Linked DNA regions of Mus musculus: regions 2, 3, 4, 5, 6 and 7 are each linked to region 1. Evidence: chromatin contacts called from public Hi-C and HiChIP or PLAC-seq data. All regions are on one chromosome and are shown on one strand. The core of a region is the stretch at or near the end of the contact, and the rest is flanking DNA. Distances in the headings are between cores, read along the strand shown.

Region 1 (2,700 bases), core at 159-2,658:
CTGGCTGAGTCCGCGCTGAGCTCGGGCGCGTAGACAGTGGCGTGCACCGCACATAGAGCACAAACCGCCGCTGCGTTTTGCCTTTCCGAAGTTCGGTGCAAACCACCGGCGCAATTAATAATCACGCCTTTAATAAAGGCCAGGCTAGCATCCAGGCTGCCCCCTCATTTGACATCGCCTCCCTTAATTAAAAGACACCGAGCAAAGCTCCAGGGAATTATTCGCATTCTTTTTCCCGGCGCTGCTCCGCGGAGACCCTGTCGCCGCCATCCCCCAGCAAAGACCCGCAACTTACTCCGAAACGGGCGGACCCGAGATCTGGAGGTCCACTTCCCGTCTTTGCTCTCCCTGGAGTGCGACTCTCCACGGTGGTGGAGCCCCCTTCTCCGCCTGCCGACCCCCTCCACAGCACCGAAAGAAGTTTCTAACCTGACTGGCCAAGAGTTCTCCTTGCGCCTTTAGAGCCCAGAGGAGACTAAATTAGGGAGGGGAGCGCCGGCGGAGAAGGGTTAATTTACTTTTCATAGACACGAGTAAGCAGCGTTATTGCAACAGCCCATCCCCTCCCCACACAGGCGCTCGGATAGAAAAAGACGAGCTGGGTGGCGGGGAGCCCAGAGAGAAGACTAGCTACTCTACTTCTTAAAGATGCTGCACCCGGCGCGCACACACACCCCTCTTCCGCGGCTCCAGCCCTCCTTTAGTAGCAGCCGCCACCAGATAACTTTGCGTCCGAACCTCGGCTAGGAGGCTCCGAGTGACTCCCTGGTCCGGGGAGAACTGGCACCGTCGCCGAAGCCTTTTCAAAATGAAAGCACCCTGGCGAAACTGCGGCGCTTCCGTCCCCGCCCGCCGCCCCGGCGCTCCCCGCTCGCCTTACCCGGGCTCGGAGCAGCTTCCCGGAGCGAGCCCCGAGAGGCCGGAGACCGCCACCCTCTGGCTGGTGCTGGGTGGGCGCACGGGCCGCAGGGTTGAGAGCTGGAGACTCCTGCCCCGCGCCGCCGCTGCGGTGGCCACCCTCAGATCTGGGCTGGGGAACCCTCGGGCCGCCGGGGGGCCCGCCCGCAGCCGTCCCGGAGACGCGGGCCAGGGAAGGGGGCCAACCGCGCGGCTTGCATGGCCCTCCCGGGCCGATCGGGAGGTCGCTGTTAACAAGTGCAAACTTTTGGGGCCCCCTGGGCAGCCAGGGGAGAACCTGCACGCGCGCCCCACTCAGCCCCTGGCCTGGGTGGGCTTCGCCGCTGCTGGTCCAGGCGCCTGAACATCCCCCTGGCGCGGCGCCGGCCAGATGGCGGGGCGCCTCACCGCCCCCCTGCACTCCGCTCCAAGTTAATGCCGAGGCTAAATCCTCTTGCCATCACTCACGGTCACCATCGGGGCTTTTATCTCCCGGTCTGATCCGGGCTGCGTAACTTCCTCTGTGTGGCTTTAACACACCATCCCACCACGGAGCAACGGTCTTCTTAAAGGTGCAGGAAGGAAATACTGCGAGGCTCCGGGGACGAGCTCGGCCCGGGGAGGGGCGCGGCGAACAGGGGTGTCCCGGCGGGCCCGCGGCCAGGGTGGCCCCAGCAGGCGGCCGCCGGAGTGAGCCTGCTGTGGGGGGTCGCTGCCTACACATCGCCTGTCGGCCCGAGGACCAACCGGTCCCTGAGCTCGGGGTGCATCCTCAGCGGACTCGGGTCAGGCACAGCGGAGCTGCATCTCCCTTCTTCCCAACTGTGGGGCCTGACTCGGTGCCAGCGCCCAGGGGTGTGGGGGCTGCCCCATCGGCACCAGGGAGGGGGCCAAGTGAGTCAGCCCCCACCCCCCACAGCCAGGGCTCTAGGCTGCTGCTCCTCGGTTTCTGTCTCTTTCTCTCTGTGTGAAGCGCTGCCACCCAGAAGGCCCTGAGCAGTGGGTAAAGGGGTGGGTGGGTGGATTTGGGGAGCTGGGGAGGGGGAGCGCTCTGAGCGCACAACCAAAGCATGAATACCAGCTGACACATCGCCGCCTCCAGCCTGATGGGCCCTGCTTTTGACGGAGAAGCCAAGCCAGCTCTGCAGGGAGCGCAGAGTAGGGGGGCAGGAGGGCCTTTGCTAAGGAGCTCTCTGCCTTCCTGGGGCAGGCCTGGGAGGACCACGTGGGAGGACTCCAGCAGATGCCGGGCAGAGGCCACTGAGTTGACTGCCCTAGGACAGCCCTGTGCTCTCTTCAGCCCCCTGGAGGCTTCCTGCCAGGCTGTGTGCAGGCTGTAAGAGTGCTTCCTGGTATTCCCAGGGGCGCTTTGTGGGTCTTTTGGGGGTGCTCCTGGTCCCCTTTGGGTGGGTTCTTGCTGCAGTATTTACGGAGATGTCATTTGGATGCATCAAGAACAAAGGACCTAGAGGGGGTGGGGTGGGGGGAGAGAGAGAGAGAGAGAGAGAGAGAGAGAGGGAGAGAGAGAGAGAGAGAGGGAGAGGGAGAGAGAGAGAGAGACTGGTCCAAGGTCACAGAGGGTGTCACTAGGTTGGCTTGTACCTCAGCCCCCACCCCACTGCCTCCACTCACACCCACTTTAACCCTTCCCTACTCCCAACATCTCCCCCTAAATCTTAACAGAGGGTTGTTCTGTTGGTTATAACATTTGGAATTTTGTGACAAAGCAAGCAGGAAATGAAGAATTAAAGATTGTCATTGGTAATAATGATGATGATAATAATAACAAACAATTTATAGAGT
Region 2 (2,700 bases), core at 114-2,613, 490 kb after region 1:
TGGCCCCTGGTCTGGTTTTGTTTTCTGTTTTCTGTCAGTGCTCCCTCCTGTTCCCTCCTCTCCCCTGCAGCTGGAGAGCAGCAGACACCTGAGCAGCAGACCAGGGGAATGGCGGGCTTCACTGTCCCCAGGCCACCCTAGCCTCCTTAAGTGGCAGATAAGTAGGGGCCCCAGGACCCTTGGGTAGACTGCCCTCCGGGACCCTGGAGCCAGGGGAGCTATGGCTGGGAGACAGAAGAAGGTAGAAAGGGACCACGCAGGCATCTTGTGCTGCCCACTTCCTGCTTTTTAAACATGGAGGGAGAGGCATGTCAACCTGGCCCAGAAAGTATGGTGGGTGGTAGGCAAGAGCCACAGAGCTGACACTTCTCACAGCAGTGGCCCCAGCTCTGTCCTGCCATGCACGGCCACTAACCAAGGCACCTGCTGGGCTGACAGCAGCAGCACCAGTAGCACCTGTCGCCCACCACTGGTCCAGCCCCAGCCCCAGCCCCAGCCCCAGCCCACATCACCGGTACTCTGGGGATCGGGAAGAGGAGGCAGAAGGGACAGTTCATGCTGAGCTGGGGCCAAGACTGTGCTTCAGAGAGTGAATAAGGATCTTCAGTGACCTAGGGAGAGGCAAGCAGCCCCTCCGTGCTTGCTGTGTGCCTTAAATGCCATCTCCTGTTCCTTCCAGGCCTGTGGGCTTCCCTCCTATTTTGCCCCACCCCCCGCAGCCAGCAGGTTCCTAGTCCCCGTTTGCTCTCTGGGAGTGTCTGTTCCCAAGAAGTCTAAGCAGGCCTAGGACGTGAGGGCCTCCAGAGGTTTCCTGATTCCAGACAGGTGGCAGAGCCACCCCCTGCTGCTGAGGTTGACAATCTGTTCAGGGCTCAGGGCTAGGATCTCCCTGGGCATGGCCCTGTGGCCACCACTGTGGGCTAAATGGCAGGGTGCAGTTCAGAATCCAGAGGTGCTGCTGGCCCTGCACCATACCTCCAATTAGCTTTGCATGGACAAGCTCCCTTTTCTTCTGGTCGTGGGGCTTGGTCAAACGAATACCAGGATCTCTGCTTCCTCAACCAGTCCGCAGAGCAGAAGAAAAGACAGCAGCAGCTGCTGGCCGGGTACTCGTTTGAAACAACTGTCACTCTGAACCCTCCTGGGTTTCGGGGTTTGTTTTTTTAGCAGCTTTTATCAAATAAGAACTGTGGGCCCCTCTTCTGTTTATTTGTGCTGTAAATAGAGAGGGGACATCTGTAAACAGCCCCTTGGTCAGCTCCCTCTGGTGGCAGCCGGAATTGGATTGTTTAAGGAGTGTGTGTGTGGAGTCCGGCTTGTGAGCAGTCATGTGGGTCTTTGGTTTGTTCCTCTTTTACAGGTCCTTTCATTTCAGTCTTTGCCCCTGCTTCCTGTCCTTCACCAGCTCTAAGTGCTGCTGTGTGCAAGTGGGGAACACTGCACATGAGGTCCTTCCTCCCAGCGCTGTAGAGGCCCCTGCAGCCTCCCTGTGTAGCACAGGCCTACCTGAGGCCTAGCCTACTGGTGCTGCAGCCAACAGAGTGGGTCTATGGTCTATGTCTACTGGTTCCCAAGCATGAGCTGGGCAGAAAGGAGGGCTTACCTTCTAGACCCAGAATCACCAGGCCCTCCTATGATCCTGGGAGCCTTAGGCAGACTAAGTCAAGAGCCAGGACAGCTCTGGAGTTTCCGTGTGGGGATATCGAGGTGCGATGTGTGGGTTTAACTTATTAGCCAGCAGGCTTCCCCAGTCACCTGCCTCTGGCTGCGACTGAGCCCAGTGTTCAGGCAGCCTGGCTTCCACATGTCTGTTTCTTAGTGGTGGGGTCTGGGAGAGCTGTGAAGATTCGTCTTTGTATACATACTAAGCAACATGGACAGTTGGGTTCCCAGCAGAGGCCAGCCATTACCTGTGGGTAAGGCAAGCAAACACCGGATCTGGCTGGCCCTTAAGCCGAGACACCTGTTCCATGCCTCCCAGTGTGGCACTGTAATATAAACCCCCCACTAACCTGTCTGACAGTGCATCTTCCTACAGACAGAACAAGCGCGCAACTTTTATATGAAAGAAAAATAAACAGACAAAAGCCCATCTGATGCCATGTCTGTGTCCAGGCCTTCTGTATCTGCATCGGGCCAGTCCCTGCTGTTTGTGACCTAGGTGGAGGGGAGGGGTACGGTGGGGCCTGAGGGCTCTGGTAGGCATTGGGAACCCATGTGCAGGAGAGAGCTGACTCCTGCAAATGGTATGCTGATGGCCACACACAGATTCACACAGGAAGGATAGAAATAAATGCACAAGCACCATCCACACCCAGGAGTCATGCCACCCCACCCTGTGAGAGTGGCTTTAAAACTCTGCCTTCACTGTGCTCCTGAGGGTCATTCATTCCTCTGTCTTTCCGAATACAAGTGCTGAGGAAGACCAAGTGATTTTCAGACCCATGGATGTCCTCAGACCCTGGGAATGAAGTACCACACCCAGGAGGTCACAGCCAGCACCTGACTCTACAGAGCTGGAGTCAGGCTGGAGGGATGGCTCAGCGGTTAAGAACACTGGCTGCTCTTGCAGAAGACCTGGGTTCAATTCTCAGCACCTACAATTTCTAACTCCAGTTACAAATCTGATGCCCTCTTCTGCTGGGGACATATACCTTCCTTGTCTCAAAAAAAAAAAAAAAAAAAAAAAAAGAATAAAAT
Region 3 (2,718 bases), core at 134-2,633, 340 kb after region 1:
ATCACCAAGAGCAGGTCTGGCACCAAGTTGCTATCCCACAAGAATAGTGGTATGCGTGCCTGTGGATGTGCTGTAGGGAGCCAGGGCCCTGCTGATGCTTTCAAACGATGCCTGTGGTAGGGCTGGCACTGACCCCATGGCTGAGGCCCAAGGCTGCAGGCACCTCACAGGGGTGTGCCATCCTGTCACTCCATGGGGGACTGCAGGCTTTCTGTCCTTGTCCATGGCAGGGAGGGAGCTGAGGCTGCCTTAGGACTTCTAAGTCTGGCACCATCCCTTCCCAAATGCTCTCGAGCCAGATGCCCATCCTCTTGAGAGAGACCGAGCGCTGGGGGGATCCTGACAGTCTGGCATGCACGGCAAGTTCCCTCTCGATCGTGCTAGCCAGTGACCTTGGGCAAGTAGGTAAGCTACCTCTGAGGGCCTCTACCTCCCCATCTCCACAGAGAGGGTACCCACTTCGCAGAGCCATTATGAGAGTAAGTTATTCAAATCATATGTGCATCTACTGGTTTCAAGCCTGCCACCAACTCACTCGTGACCTTGAGAAGTCCCTCCCACTGAGAGTCCAGGAAGCAGCTAACTCTGGTGCTCCCCTCATTGCTCCCCTCATACTTTGTGATTGACACAGGTTGTCACCTTCCCATCTCTCCTTCTAGCACTAGAGGGACTGTGGCACTCGAGGAACTGGACTGTAGCCTTCTGAAGGCTCGGGCCAGGTTGACCCTGTGAGGAATGAACAGCAGAACTGGGCAGAGCTCTTTCTCCCAAGCAGTACCCCCTGTGCAGTGCTGGAGCCACACACAGGAGAGAATTAGGCAGTAGTGGAGTGACCTAAAGAACAGAGGTCACTATCTCCCTCCCCCTCAGGTCAGAGGTCATCCCACCTCAAAGTCAGGGTCGGATGGAGCTCTGCTTTTTATTCTCCAGGAAAGCTCCTGGATTTAAGAGCTTATGCAGAGTTTAATTAAAGAACCCTGTTATTTTTGAAAAGTTTCCTTCTCCCTATATTGATCCTGCTTTGAAAGGTGTTGGCTCTGGCAAGGCATCAGGGGAGGGTCATGAAAGGGGAAGAGAAACAAGACGGAGAAAGATCCAGCTGCAAGATTCAGATACGGAACAGTCACAAGCATGCCACCACATGACACAATACGTAGGCCTGACTCCTTGCACCCGTGGTTGGGGTGATCCAGCTCTGCCACTGGGGATCGTTGGCCTCCTAAAAGATGACTACACCCACACACGGCTAGAGAGTGCCCCGGGACAGGCCTGGTTAACTGCCCAACATGTCCTGGCTACCATTCTGTCAGTGTTCTCTCCCCAGGAGAAGCAGCTGTGTTGGGAGTGACAGCACAGGCTGGGCCCCAGGCAAGGAGCTTCCAGGGTAGACAGCTCTATCCCTCGGGAAATCTCCTGAGATTTCACAAATGGCCCCAGCATTCTGAGCTCGGCCGCTGGAATGCTGCCTCAGCAAAGTTGTGATTGCTCCTGAGTTTTGCAGATGGGGCGTAGACACTCGCTCTCAGCTATCCCTGGCTGTTCCCTTGGCACTTTGTCCTCCATACCACTCAGCTGGCCTGAGGCTCCCAAACTTGAGCAGCTGCCCACCAATCCCAAGCAGGAATATCACGGCTTCCTTCTGCTGCCATCGAGTACCAGGATGAGAGAATCGGATAGGCAGGACATGTGGCCATCTTGTCCAGTCAACTCTGACCACAGCAAGAACTCCTAGGGCTGAGACTGAGGCCAGAGGACTCCAAGACTCCTCATCCTGAGCCTAGAAGTCACTTCCCCTGGGCTCCCAACACACAGGCCTGTGGCCATGACCGAGCTGAGGAGACCAGCCCCATTGAGCACCTTGGACAGAGCACTCACCCTTGGGGATGATGACTGCCCTATTGTCCAGTCTTCCTCACAATGAGTTGTGAGAGTCACCAGAGCCAGAAGTGGGGTTCACATCTCAGATGCCCAGCCCTTGCCATGGGCTTACCTAACCCCTGCCCTCCCATGATAAATGTGGACCCTTCTCCTAGCCTGTCTGTCCAGGTAGGGAATGACCCAGTCGTTGATGATTTAAATGTAGGCTGTGTTATATAGGCTGGGATGAGGGCAGTTCATCAAGATCAGTGTGGGGAAATGGCTTTGTTGCCCTGCACGTGAGGCACAACGGCAGAGCTTGCCTAGCATCCACAAGGCCCTGGGTTCCATCCTCATCACTAAAAAGAGAAGGGAGGGAGGAGGGAGGGAGGAATAGGAGAGGGGAGACAGAGAGAGAGACAGACAGACAGACAGTCAGACAGACAGACACAGAGAGAGACAGACAGACAGACACACAGAGAGAGAGACAGACAGACAGACAGTCAGACAGACAGACACAGAGAGAGAGAGACAGTCAGACAGTCAGACAGTCAGACAGACAGACAGACACACAGAGACAGACAGACAGACAGACAGACAGACAGACCAGCTTTCCTCCCATTCTACCTGGGAAGCAGAGGAGGGGAAGCAGGCTGAGTTCACTCAGATGACTTCAGTGTGTCTTCCCTCACGGGAATGATGGTTATGAGATGGAGCCAAACATTGAAAACAAGACAGACAAGGCTGTATTGAGACTTCATCCAGAGAGCAAAGGAGCCAGGGCTGACCAAAGAGGTCACCAGGCTGCCCTATGAGCAAGCTTTTATTGATATGCTGGGGTAGGCGATCTAGTCACTTTCG
Region 4 (2,700 bases), core at 8-2,507, 320 kb after region 1:
AAGATAGTGCCATCTATTGGTGGGGTCCCTGGTCTGGATCTGAGCTGTGTTATTATTTTCTAATTCTCTCTCTTAAACTTTCTATCATAGACTAATGGGTCAGTGTGTGTTGTATTTGTGGCTATCTGACCCAGTCCTTATCATAATTCATAATGCAGGGCATGCAGTGGCGCTCAATAAGTGTTTTGGACATTAATGCCATTCCTAAGGTATGAGAATGTTGTTCAGGAAAGGAAAATAATACAGCCCTCTCAGCTCCCTCCCGGTAAAAACTCATGATTCCCCCCACTCTCTAATGCTGGTCCCTCGGTGACACAATTTCACCCCAAGTCAGTGGCAGAATGGGTTTCAGTTGTGGGTCATTGCCATGCCTCAGAGAGACTAGCTGGTGATTAAGAGCTGGCCTCTGGGGCCAGACAGACCTTCGGTTGAACCCTGGTTCTCATGCCTCTATGGCTTAGGCAGGTTACTGGATCCCTCTGGGCCTCCTATTATGACGGTGACACAATAGGACCAGCTTTGCAGATTCCCTGTGAGTCTCCAGTGAGAAATAGCACAGAAACTGCCTACACAGCAGTAGCCCTCACTCATGGTGGCTGATGGTGCTGCTGCTGATATCCACGCACACAGCAGCCTTGGCTCTGCTGCAAGGACAGAGAAAGCAAGAGCCAGGTCCCCTGAGAGCATGCAGCTGGGAGGGAGGGAGAAAGAAAGAGCTGAGAAAGAATGCCTTGGAAAGTGTTGCTTGCTAAACTTAGCTCTGAGGTCAGAATGGGGTCAGAGGAATGAGAGGCCAGGCTGGGCTGAATGAAGTAGTCAAGAGAGGCTTCCTGGAAAGGTGTGGCCAGGCAGGGACTGCTGGGGTCAGATGATGAGGCAGGGCAGCGGAGTACAGCAACAAGAACAAAGCAGCCTGCAGAGAGCTTACAGGCAAGAGGAACGACGGTAGGTACAGTCAGAGGGTGAAGACCCATGACTGATTTCACCTTTGCTTTTAGGATGGCATTAGGGACATAGAGAGAAAGAGCATGTGTCCCCAGAGTGATAATAGTTTAGTAATGGCAGTATACTAAACTGCTCCCTCTCCAGAGACAGCTAGCAGTTGTTTCTTTGTGGAGTGAGAGGTTACTTTCACACTGACCCCTGTCCTCTGCCACGTCCTTCTCTGGGCTCCAGACTCCCTGAAAGATGGTAGACAGTCTTCCGTGGCACTCAAGCATAAGCCCCACATCTGAGCCCAGCCAATAGGGGTTCAGCACCACGGACAGCGCCATGGCCTCACATTGAACTAAAAATGGCCAATCTATGCTGTGGGGGTGGAGGGCACACCCAGTTGCAGTCCCAAGCCACAGACAAGTTCCAGAGCTCAGGTCTCTGGGCTCCAATGCTTCAAATGCTGGCAATTTCCCCCCCATTCCTGTAAGAGCACCCCTAAACCACCGTCCACAAGACAGGGACCACTCCTGTAGCTACCTGCCTACTAGAGCCCCACTCCTTCCCTCCCACCCTCTCTGTACTTCAGATGACTCTATTCCACCAGCCTGCTGCTTTCATGGGTGCACAAAAGGCTGCATATCAGAAATCTCATGTGGCTCAGTCTAATATTCGCTCCTTTGAGAGCAACCCTTTCTCCTGCCAGGCGCCTGCTCCCTCTCACAGATTTCAAGCCACCAGGTCTGGCCAGCATGACCTTCTCCACCCTCAGCAGGCTAGGAAGAACTTCCCTTCCAGGGAAACTGCCTGCTCAGAGGTGGCCCCACCGAGCCGGCCCGGACCTCATGACCTCTGCCACAGCTAATGAATACAAGCCACAAAGAGCAAAATAGCTTTGAAATGATCCAGGATACGGAGGCTGCTCGGCGGGCGTGAGCACACAGTTTCATCAGAACATTCATGGAAGGGAATTAATCAGGAGGCTGGACAGAGGCTCCCTTGGTGGGGAGGGGCAGGAAAGTTGACGAGGTTTGGGGGAGGGGTGCTCTGTCTCAGTAATCAATGCTGGAAAGAATTCTGTGAATATCAATGACCTAACCGCATATGGAGGCTGGTACGAGCAGAGCCGAGTGGGAAATGCAGGGTCTAACAACACATCAGCTTCTATGGCTGCAGACAAAAAAGGCTGCTGCATTCATTCATTCATTCATTCATCCACCCACCCATCCATACATTCATCCCTCTGGCCCATCAGTATCTATGGAGAACCTCTTGAGTCCTGGGTGCTGGCATTGGTGCAGTAAAGACAGGTTAGGACTGGATAGCAAAGACATTTGGAATTAAGCTCAGAGAATCTGAACTTTTAAACTACTTTTTGGGTTCCTCCTGTGTCTCCCAACCTTTCTCATTCATGACCAATATTGTATATTTTGTACACACACACCCCTACCAGAGGAATAGCCACACAGAAACAGGGAGGGCAGCAGAGTGATAGAGTCAGTAGCCAGCGGCTTACAGAAGCCTGAGCCCAACAAAGGGGCATAGAAAGCTCTCTGATTTGCCCTGTCAACATCTTGATTTGATTTTGGATTTCTACCTTCAGAACTAAGAAAATAAATTGCTATTTTGAGAGGGCTGGAAAGACAGCCTAGCAGTTAAGAACACCAGCTGCTCTTGCCAAGGATCAGGGTTTGGTTCCCAGTACTAACATAGCAGCTCACAACTGCATATACATATACATATAAAATAAAACCTTTCAAAATCGCC
Region 5 (2,754 bases), core at 172-2,671, 390 kb after region 1:
ATTGCTTACCACCCCCTCCTGTACTTTGAGTGACACCACTATCCCTACTGTCCATCCTTCAGTTCTTATCCTTCTTCCTTCCAGTTGGATCAGTTGATATGCTTCCCCAGCATGCCTCAGCATGGGAACAGAGTGACTGTTGTGCATGTCATCTGGTGCTTAAGCCTCATTCTGAAGGTGGCCAGTGTGCATGCAGTGTCTCAGAAGAGAATCTTGGTGTTCCTGGGACACACTCCACTGTAGTGCCTTTGTGCCCTGAGATGCTCTCCAGCTGTGCTAGGGTGTCAGCAGATGACCCAGAGTTTTGGCTCATGAGCTCTGTCTCATGTCCTTGAGCATATGCAGGACCAGCCTCCCCCCACCACCCCACCCCACCCCCATGGAACATTCCCACCAGGCTCCATGCTTCCTTGTATTGTTGTAGCTCTCTCCAGGAGGGAAATGACCAACATCAGACTTTCCTCCCCCCCAGATGTACACGCACAGAGCTGGGTGTCAGCTCCTGGGCAACACCCAAGAGCCCTGAGTTGTTTCTTTGGCCCTTTGAGGGTACCCACACTGGTATCTCCTCAGGACCAACCTTTCCTTCTTGAGCCATTTCCATCTTAGCATCCTTGCAGTGAGCAGTGCCCTGCACAACCCAGACTTAGATTTATTCTGCATCCAGCAGTGTCTGAGGGCAGCAGAGGGGAGGGAATCTCCCTAAAACATTTTAAACTGTAGGCCACAATGTTATATTTCTGATTTATGTTGCCTCCCCAATCAAACCATCATTCCAATGTGCAGATATTTGCAAGTGAAGTATTAGTTTAGTTGTGTGATGGAAGTGATTTATTTAGCAGTGCAGCAGTAGATCCGTGCTCCAAGGGCTGGCCCTTGAGAAGGTAAATCATTTTCTTCCAGTTGTAGCCAAGGCTTGTAGTTTGTAGATAATCCCAGTGATACCTACAACAGTAGCTGTTCTTTATTGAGAGCCTACTGTGCACCAACACTTTGTAACTTCTTTTTTTTTTTTTTTAAAGATTTATTTATTATTATATGTAAGTACATTGTAGCTGTCTTCAGACACACCAGAAGAGGGAGTCAGATCTTGTTACAGATGGTTGTGAGCCACCATGTGGTTGCTGGGATTTGAACTCTGGACCTTCGGAAGAGCAGTCGGGTGCTCTTACCCACTGAGCCATCTCACCAGCCCACTTTGTAACTTCTTACTTAGCCTTTACAGCAGCCTTTCCTAGGGTGGCTGGCTGGCTTGATTATATATGCACTTGAGAAGATAAGGTTTAGAAAGGTTCCCTTTCTCACAGTTCACTAGCCAGAAACACACTCAGACCTTTAGGCCAGGCCAGCTGCCCTCACAGCCAGTTTCTGCCGCTGTCCTTCCTCTGTGGTGAAGAGGAAATGAGCCTTTTTACGAGGCAAAGGTGAAGATTGATCAGGATATGGATAAGGCCTTCTCAGGAGCTGTGTAGCTGCCATCCCTGCCCTGCCTTCATGCAGTGTGAAAGAAGCTGATTGGAGTCTGCCTGGCCTCTGCTCTTTAGTGTAGTTTGCGGTTTGTAGCACCACCATCATTCAAGAAGTAACTGGTGACCCAAGGCCAAGAAGTCTGGTTGGGCTCAGCATGAACTCCCAGGGCCTTCTGGTGTTCGTGGGGCATGAGGAAGTATGGCCTTGCTGGCTGTGAATAGAGCCTTCCACTCTGCTGCACTGACTTTAGTTTGCTTTGGTATTCGAGACAGGGTTTCTCTTGTTCCAGCCATAGCTGGCCTGGGACTTACGGGATCACCCTCCTTTAGTCTGTCAAGTGCTGAAATCATAGGCTGGCGCCATCATGTCCAGGTGTCATTTGGATTTTGATTCGTCCTGTGAGCATCTCCTGTGAGCTTCCTGCATGGGAAGTGGCAGCCAGTCTTGACTGACAAGCATATTTACCTTTTGTGATGTTCCTGGGTACACTCTCTCAGACTCAGCAATTCAGGAGGGACCCTTAAACACAGACTCTTCAGCTTGTCTCCCTGCCCCACTGGAGAGAGAGCACAGGCTTGAGTCACTTGAAACCAGGGCTTGAAGAAGCCACCAAGTCCTCAAATAACATGCTCTCGAGAAAGTCTGTTTGCTGTGCCATCAGTGGGTGTGTTATTTGGAACTTGGGTTCATTTGCTCATGAAAATTCTGCCACCAAAGTGACAGCTCAGAAACAGCAAGTCAGAACCTAAGGCCAGCTCTGTATACATTTTGCTGTTGTTGCAGTTGTCATCGTCGTTGTCATTGAGTATCTGTGTGGGATCATGGGCCTGCATATGCTGTGACGGAAGAGAGCACACCATGGGGCATGTGTGGCAACCAGAGGGCAACTTTGAGGAGTTCTCTCCTTCCACCATGGGTTTCTGGGGTCAGACGCAGGTGGTCAGGCTTTGTGTCAAGCACCTCACCAGATCTTGAGCCCAGTACTATAACTGACATGTTCTGTGGGTCCAGGTATCCTGTGGACCTTTCACATCAGGTGTCTGCATCAGTGACTTTCTAGACCAGGAGGAGCAGTAGTGATGCGTTACTACCAGGACAGAGGAGGGCTCAGGGTAGCTTCTGTGTGGCTAACTGTTCTAATGTGGGAGCAGGCAGGACTCCTCACTGGCTTATTCCTCCACCGATTTGTCTGCATCTGTGCATCAGGGTTGCCAAGCCCACTTTATTGACAGATCCTTCTTGCTGGGCAGCTGCATAAGCTACTTGCCAAATGGTAATAAAAAA
Region 6 (2,700 bases), core at 71-2,570, 340 kb before region 1:
CGGCCTGAGAGATCCTGGAGATGACTATGTTCCTGTCTCCAAGTGTGTGCTCTCAAGTTTTACATGTCACTTTTTAGAACCCACCCACCCCGCTTTTCCCCTTAGTTTCTTACCTTTGTACTCAGAGTCTGATGAAGCGCTGCTGACACTTTTGTCCAGCTTGTCTCGAAAGTCCTCCCCGGCCTTGGCCGCAAGGCGGCCCCCAGGCTCAGGGGCTGCAGGCTGCCCACTGCTAGAGTAGGGTGCACAGGCCGCGAGAGGTTTGCAGTCAGCAAGGATGTCCCTGATCAGAAAGGAGGAGGTGACAGTTCGCGACTGGGCTGGGGCTGAAAGCTGCCCCGGTTGCAGGTGAGAGTCCAAACCTGGGCCAGATGCTGCACCAGGCCGCGAGGTACTGGTCTCCAGACAGTCTCTTCCGGGCGAGGCTGGTGAAGAGCAGTCGCTACTGCTCTCTGAGCGTGGACTCAGCTCCAGGGGTGAACGGCAGTCCCCAAGCAAGGGGTCCCCCTTGGGAAGGGCGGGGCTGCCCGCTCGGTGGGAGAGAATGGAGTCAATCCCAAAGCCATTAGAGCCTTCCATAGCCAAGCTGCAACCTGTCCTCCCCAAAAGCTCCCCACCCACCCCCAACCCCAGCCGCCGCTGCCCCTGCCCCTAGCTGCGGGCTGGCATGGGGAAGGCGGGCAGGGAGCCTGTGGGCACCTTGGACGGAGTTCAGCCTTGGGGGAGCCCGGGAGCTCTGGGCCAACCTCCTCTGCGCATTACATCCAAAAGGGCTCAACGCGTCTTCTGCAGCACCGCGCCGAGCCGCCGAGCCGAGGGGGGGTGGTGGTGGGAGTGTCAGGAGGAATGGGAGGAGGGCGCGCCAAGTTGGGGAGAGCCAAAGGGTAGAAGAACGGCCCGAGGATCCCTTAGGCACAGAAGAAACACGAGGTTGATGGAATCTGAATAAAGATCGTCTTTTGAAAAAACAAAATCCAAACCGCACGCTTCCTCCAGGCAAACGGTAGCCCAGGGCAGGGGTCAGCACGGCCGATAGCAACCGGCCGGGGCCGCGTTACGGGCAGGCAGAACAGAGCGCACCTGGAGGCCTCAGCACCGCGGACAGCGACAGCGGCCCCGGGATCGAGCAGCCCCACCTGGCCCCGGAGCTCCTGCTCGGCCCCGCCAGCACCGTGGACAGCGCCCTGCGGCTCCCACCGCAGCTCTCACCTGTCCTCCGCGCGCGCCTTCGCCGCCACCCCCACTTCCTTTAAAAAAAAAAAAATCGAACTTGGGTCACTTTTACTTTAGGACTGGCTTTTTTGTTGTTGTTGTTGTTTCTCTCTCTCTCTCTCTCTCTCTCTCTCTCTCTCTCTCTCTCTCTCTCTCTCCTTTTTTTTTTTCGTTGTGTTGTGTTTTTTTTTTAAAGGGGACTCACCCACGTGTCCCCGGAGTGATGACGCTGATTGGTTCGGGCCGATTTTGGGGGTGATGTCACGTCTCTACAACCCGCGGCCCGATTCTTTTCCAGTTTGATTAAAAGAGACACTGAATTAATTACAGCACAGACCTAACTATTTACCGGCGATTTCCACACAGTTTGCTTTCATTAGGTCAGCGATGACGCCTCTAATGAAGATGATTAGCCAAGGGGGGCAGGGACCGACCGGTGGGAGGAGGGCCAGCTGGGCTGCGTGGCCTGGAGTTTGGATGTTGGGCCTTGAAAGCCTTCTCCTGAGCTTGTCCACAATTATTCCAACTACTTGACCGAACCGGGATCCTATCTACATCCCCTTTCTTCCTCCTAATTTCCCTTCCTCATCCCACAAAATGGCAGCATAACCCAGTGGAGAAAAGACGTGGATGTGTAGGGAATCCTTTTCCTAGTACAAGAAGCATTTAAAATTTTATTTTCAGGGTGTTTTGCTTGGGTTCTAGGTCTCTTCACTCTCTCTCTCTCTCTCTCTCTCTCTCTCTCTCTCTCTCTCTCACACACACACACACACACACACACACACACACACACGCCATGTAGAACACCACAATTCTCTCCTTGCCTCTGGGCCTACTGGGCCTGCAGAAGGTTAGGACTGATGTCTTTTGGAAAAGAGACCAGAGTGAGGCCTAATTCGGAGGCGAGAGCTGAACCGTGGGAAAGATCAAGTCTGGAGCGTTAAGGGGACCCACGGATTTGACTGTGGCCTGAGCGAGGCGGCACAAGAAACAAGGCAGTGACCTCTTCATCCCCAGTCAGTGGCCTCTCTAGGGCGTATGTCCTGAGAAGCTAGTGTTTTTTGGATAAGTGTGTGTGTGTGTGTGTGTGTGTGTGTGTGTGTGTGTGTGTGTGATGTACCTTTAGACAGGACAATGCAAGTTCTGAGCTAGCACGAGGATGTCTAAGGCCGACCGTGGATAGCCTGGACTCTTCTTTCAAGGCAGTGCTAAAAATGAAGATTGGGACTTTCCCTCTTCGCCCTCCGGACCGCGCTCTAGTTCCGCTCCTTTGTGGGATCAGCCACTGCTAGTGCAGGGGCCCCGGTCTCCAAGTAGCTGCAACGGGTCAGGGGCCTGGATTCTCTGGGCTCAGCTCCAGGGTGGACGGTGCCCTGGTCTGCGAGAGAGCGGAGTTGCGCATCTGGGCAGCAGGGGCCCCGCGGCTCGCGGGGAGTCCAGACTTTCCTCTTCGGCTCGCCCCTAACCCTCGTTCTTGGCCCCTGGGAA
Region 7 (2,724 bases), core at 207-2,706, 420 kb after region 1:
CAGCGCAGTGTGGGGAGGCAGGCGAGCTTCCTGATGTGGACCTCAGGTCAGAAGCTTTGTCCCTGCTAGTGTGGAAAACCACACTGAAGACAGACGTGTAAGGAACATGTAGACTGAGAACTGTGTCCCCAGAAGTGTGAGCCCTCCCGTGTTGCTGCCAGATAGCAACCTTGCCTTAAGCATAACCACTCTCTTGATTCCCCAATAATAGCTGCTCCTTGCCTGATGATGTAGTTGTGTGGATGCTCATTTGGTTTGTGGTTTTCTTTGTATGTAGCCTCTTTGTGTGAGTCATCTGTGCTGGGTAGGTAGGAATAGGTGGTTCCTTCACATGTGCGGTGGGATTCCGTTTTCTGGGTGTGCTTGTATTTACCCCTCTGCTGCCTCAGGCACCCTGAAAGACTACTCTTCACACTCTGGATGTTTTGTGGTGAACTGAGGCATAGCTCCCATATACCCAGCTCCCTCCCTCCTTCCCTTCCTTTTCATTTGTCTTGTTTTGATTTGCAACAAGATCTTGTACTATAACCCAAGTTGGTCTCAAACTTGTAGTCCTTTTGCCTCAGTCTTCCTTGTTGGGGAATTACAGACATGTGCCATCATACCTAGGCACCATCCACATAGGCATGGATGTAGTGATGTGTCTTTATGGCTGTTGTTTCCTGATTACAAATGCAGTTGAGCACTGTACCATCTGCCCATTGGTCATTCAGATACCACATCTTAGGAGATCTCTACCTCATCTAAATCTCAGTGTAAGTTTAACCCTTGTTGTTATGTAATTGAGATGGAAATAGAGGAGCTTAGGTGACTGGGTGGGAGGGTGAACTGCAGGTCCAGCCTCTTCCCTTCATGTCTCATGGCCACTCAGAGCCTTGCTGGGGCAGCTTTTGGCTGCAGCCTGCCTGGCATGAAGGCAGTTTTCCAGATTCCCCATTCTTCTCTATAAACTAGCAATTCTATTTCTCAGAGCTTCATTATGCAAGCACACAGAGATGTAGGAATGAGCTGTGTGTTCATATGGGAGTCCAGCCAGGATACTCACTGCCTTCCAGCAGAATATTATTCAACTGTCAAACAATTGTGCTCATAGGAAACTGTCCATAATGCATTGCTATGTTTAAGAAAACAAAACAAAACAAAACAAAGCAAGGATTGGCTGGGTGTAGGGTTGCATGCTTTTAATCCCAGCACATGGGAGCAAAAGCAAGGGATCTCTGGGAGTTTGAAGCCAGCCTGGTCCTCCATAGATTGAGTTCTATGACAGCCAGGGCTACACAGAAAAGCCCTGTCTCAAAAAGAAGAAGAAGAAAAGAAACAGGGAAAAGACTAAAGACATACACACTAAGCTGGAGAGTTGGTTAAGGACATTTGCTGAGCTTCCAGAGCAGTCAGTCAGTTGACTTACACCACCTCTAATATCTAGGGCATCTGACGCCCTCTTCTGGTTTCTAAAGGCACCTGCGCACACACACAGCACCCCCACCTCACCCCACACACAAATAAAAGCAAGTCATTCAAGAGGAGCACTTGGAGAACTGGCTTGTCAGTTCAGAGCACTTGCTGCTCTTTCACAGCGTGGAGTTGGTTCCCTCCCAGCACCCACATTGCACAGCTCAGTCAACTGTACCACCAGCTGCAGGTAGGTCATCCAGTGCTGCCTTCTGTGTACAGCAACACACACATGGCATACAGGCTCACATAAGTTAAAAACAGGACAGCCAGGACTGCACAGAGAAAGCCTGCCTCAAAAAACAAAACAAACAGACAAAACCCACACGAGTGCAGTAATTCCTACTTGGCGATAAGAAGCCAGGAGGGGTTCCGACTGTTTCATCTTCCTTTCAGTGCTTGGATTTGAATAATGAGTGTTTCCATGCTCTGCATCCCCGGGTGTGGTTATGGGATGTTTGCCAACACCGCCTTCCCTCTGTCCTCACACAGATGTCTCTGTGCTGAGTAAGACAGGGGTCTTTTAATGTGGAAAGTGAAAGTATTGCTTTCAGTTCTCTCAGCTGGGGCTGTTCCTAGCCTTTGATTATTGAGTGTTGGCAGAGATCTAGCGATGTTACCAGATGACAATGATGGCTGCAGATTAGTAAATACTTGCTCTAGGTCAGGTGGTTCTGTAGTTAGTCCTTTTCTTTAGGCTCAAAGAGGTAGGAGAAAGAAGTGAAAGAGGCTCAGAGAGGTATCCACACTAGTGGTCAAGCTTGGGTTAAACCACACCCAACTCCACACAGTGTGTCCTGAAGTGTCCATGATGCCCTCTGCCCATTCAGCTTCATCCCCTACAGTACAGTGCAAGATCCTTGCACACTTGAAAATGAAGTCCTTCAAGAAAGTTCTTCCCAGTATCCTCTGGACACTTCTCCCCCTAGTTGTCCTTAGTCCCCTGGCAGGGGTAATGGTGTTGGATGAAGTAAATCATCTCTAAGTCCTGCTGGGGATGCTGAGCCTGATGGAAGACAGGTAGCAAGAACCAAAGGTCAGCTCTCTAGGTTGACTGCAGGCACTGTGGAGCTGCTACATGAGTCCTATCCACAGTGACCTTGACTTTGTGATCCCTGGTGTGCATGCTGCTTAGAGGCTTCCATCTCCGTACAGAATTAAGCCCTGACAGAAACTGCTGCTAAGTTGGGATCCCAGCTGCCGCAGCAAATGACATTTGAAAGGCCAGTTGATCGCACATTTGTCAGGAGCAGACAAACATCATTGCTAAGC

The links. Hi-C and Micro-C count contacts between places; a contact is called where the count stands out from the background. HiChIP or PLAC-seq counts read pairs in DNA pulled down with a chosen protein or histone mark.
Region 2: an H3K27ac HiChIP or PLAC-seq map of large pre-B cells shows a contact between it and region 1, with 2.8 times the contacts expected there. The contact joins the enhancer-like site here to the promoter of 6530402F18Rik in region 1. A contact is called at or near these places in 2 of 39 promoter capture datasets (the 3T3-L1 cell line and embryonic stem cells), 1 of 484 Hi-C or Micro-C datasets (embryonic stem cells), 4 of 115 datasets of contacts at active chromatin or transcription factors (embryonic basal ganglia, embryonic stem cells and large pre-B cells) and 1 of 9 other capture datasets (pancreatic islet).
Region 3: a contact with region 1 is called in a Hi-C map of the CH12 cell line, with 1.7 times the contacts expected there. The contact joins the enhancer-like site here to the promoter of 6530402F18Rik in region 1. A contact is called at or near these places in 16 of 39 promoter capture datasets (the 3T3-L1 cell line, the C10 cell line, the HPC-7 cell line and 9 more), 3 of 15 datasets of contacts at CTCF or cohesin (the NIH/3T3 cell line, embryonic stem cells and large pre-B cells), 26 of 484 Hi-C or Micro-C datasets (B cells, the CH12 cell line, the N1E-115 cell line and 16 more), 30 of 115 datasets of contacts at active chromatin or transcription factors (the 230-238 cell line, DN3 thymocytes, the SCID.adh cell line and 19 more) and 3 of 9 other capture datasets (embryonic stem cells, liver and macrophages).
Region 4: a contact with region 1 is called in an H3K4me3 HiChIP or PLAC-seq map of neural tube, with 6 times the contacts expected there. The contact joins the enhancer-like site here to the promoter of 6530402F18Rik in region 1. A contact is called at or near these places in 30 of 39 promoter capture datasets (the 3T3-L1 cell line, 3T3-L1-derived adipocytes, the C10 cell line and 17 more), 2 of 15 datasets of contacts at CTCF or cohesin (the NIH/3T3 cell line and embryonic stem cells), 23 of 484 Hi-C or Micro-C datasets (B cells, the CH12 cell line, the N1E-115 cell line and 12 more), 27 of 115 datasets of contacts at active chromatin or transcription factors (the 230-238 cell line, DN3 thymocytes, the SCID.adh cell line and 15 more) and 4 of 9 other capture datasets (adipose tissue, embryonic stem cells, liver and 1 more).
Region 5: a contact with region 1 is called in an H3K4me3 HiChIP or PLAC-seq map of the SCID.adh cell line, with 9 read pairs. The contact joins the enhancer-like site here to the promoter of 6530402F18Rik in region 1. A contact is called at or near these places in 7 of 39 promoter capture datasets (the 3T3-L1 cell line, the HPC-7 cell line, cranial neural crest and 3 more) and 12 of 115 datasets of contacts at active chromatin or transcription factors (the SCID.adh cell line, embryonic forebrain, embryonic midbrain and 5 more).
Region 6: a contact with region 1 is called in an H3K4me3 HiChIP or PLAC-seq map of embryonic stem cells, with 23 read pairs. The contact joins the promoter of Barhl1 here to the promoter of 6530402F18Rik in region 1. A contact is called at or near these places in 5 of 39 promoter capture datasets (embryonic stem cells, maxillary cranial neural crest and stem cell-derived epiblast-like cells), 14 of 484 Hi-C or Micro-C datasets (differentiating embryonic stem cells and embryonic stem cells), 6 of 115 datasets of contacts at active chromatin or transcription factors (all in embryonic stem cells) and 2 of 9 other capture datasets (adipose tissue and embryonic stem cells).
Region 7: a contact with region 1 is called in an H3K4me3 HiChIP or PLAC-seq map of stem cell-derived neural progenitor cells, with 3 times the contacts expected there. The contact joins the enhancer-like site here to the promoter of 6530402F18Rik in region 1. A contact is called at or near these places in 7 of 39 promoter capture datasets (the 3T3-L1 cell line, the HPC-7 cell line, cranial neural crest and 3 more), 1 of 484 Hi-C or Micro-C datasets (embryonic stem cells), 12 of 115 datasets of contacts at active chromatin or transcription factors (the SCID.adh cell line, bone marrow-derived macrophages, differentiating embryonic stem cells and 8 more) and 1 of 9 other capture datasets (pancreatic islet).

Annotation. Positions count from the first base shown.
Region 1 is chr2:29,251,585-29,254,284 of GRCm38.p6, forward strand. It overlaps 6530402F18Rik (RIKEN cDNA 6530402F18 gene), which reads right to left and starts at 1,409. Exons shown (of 2, transcript NR_029460.1): 1 at 881-1,409.
Region 2 is chr2:29,738,263-29,740,962 of GRCm38.p6, forward strand. Rapgef1 (Rap guanine nucleotide exchange factor (GEF) 1) reads left to right here. Exons shown (of 26, transcript NM_001039087.1): 26 at 1-2,101. Among named protein-coding and RNA genes, the nearest start is that of Gm13420, 12 kb to the right of the region's middle. Within about 2 kb of position 1,364, at least 83 of the 459 cell types and tissues checked have an H3K27ac peak or open chromatin away from gene starts, as enhancers often do. A contact at or near this core is called in pancreatic islet, where this site is marked.
Region 3 is chr2:29,591,663-29,594,380 of GRCm38.p6, forward strand. No RefSeq gene overlaps it. Among named protein-coding and RNA genes, the nearest start is that of Rapgef1, 27 kb to the right of the region's middle. Within about 2 kb of position 1,384, at least 11 of the 459 cell types and tissues checked have an H3K27ac peak or open chromatin away from gene starts, as enhancers often do. A contact at or near this core is called in the CH12 cell line, where this site is marked.
Region 4 is chr2:29,572,519-29,575,218 of GRCm38.p6, forward strand. No RefSeq gene overlaps it. Among named protein-coding and RNA genes, the nearest start is that of Gm30761, 27 kb to the left of the region's middle. Within about 2 kb of position 1,258, at least 46 of the 459 cell types and tissues checked have an H3K27ac peak or open chromatin away from gene starts, as enhancers often do. A contact at or near this core is called in DN3 thymocytes, the N1E-115 cell line, Sertoli cells and 2 more, where this site is marked.
Region 5 is chr2:29,639,215-29,641,968 of GRCm38.p6, forward strand. All of the region lies in intron 1 of Rapgef1 (Rap guanine nucleotide exchange factor (GEF) 1), which reads left to right. Among named protein-coding and RNA genes, the nearest start is that of Rapgef1, 21 kb to the left of the region's middle. Within about 2 kb of position 1,422, at least 52 of the 459 cell types and tissues checked have an H3K27ac peak or open chromatin away from gene starts, as enhancers often do. A contact at or near this core is called in the SCID.adh cell line, where this site is marked.
Region 6 is chr2:28,915,101-28,917,800 of GRCm38.p6, forward strand. Barhl1 (BarH like homeobox 1) reads right to left here and starts at 1,321. Exons shown (of 3, transcript NM_019446.4): 1 at 114-1,321. The coding sequence starts at 579.
Region 7 is chr2:29,668,910-29,671,633 of GRCm38.p6, forward strand. The region is part of intron 1 of Rapgef1 (Rap guanine nucleotide exchange factor (GEF) 1); the gene reads left to right. Among named protein-coding and RNA genes, the nearest start is that of Rapgef1, 51 kb to the left of the region's middle. Within about 2 kb of position 1,457, at least 156 of the 459 cell types and tissues checked have an H3K27ac peak or open chromatin away from gene starts, as enhancers often do. A contact at or near this core is called in the SCID.adh cell line, bone marrow-derived macrophages, differentiating embryonic stem cells and 5 more, where this site is marked.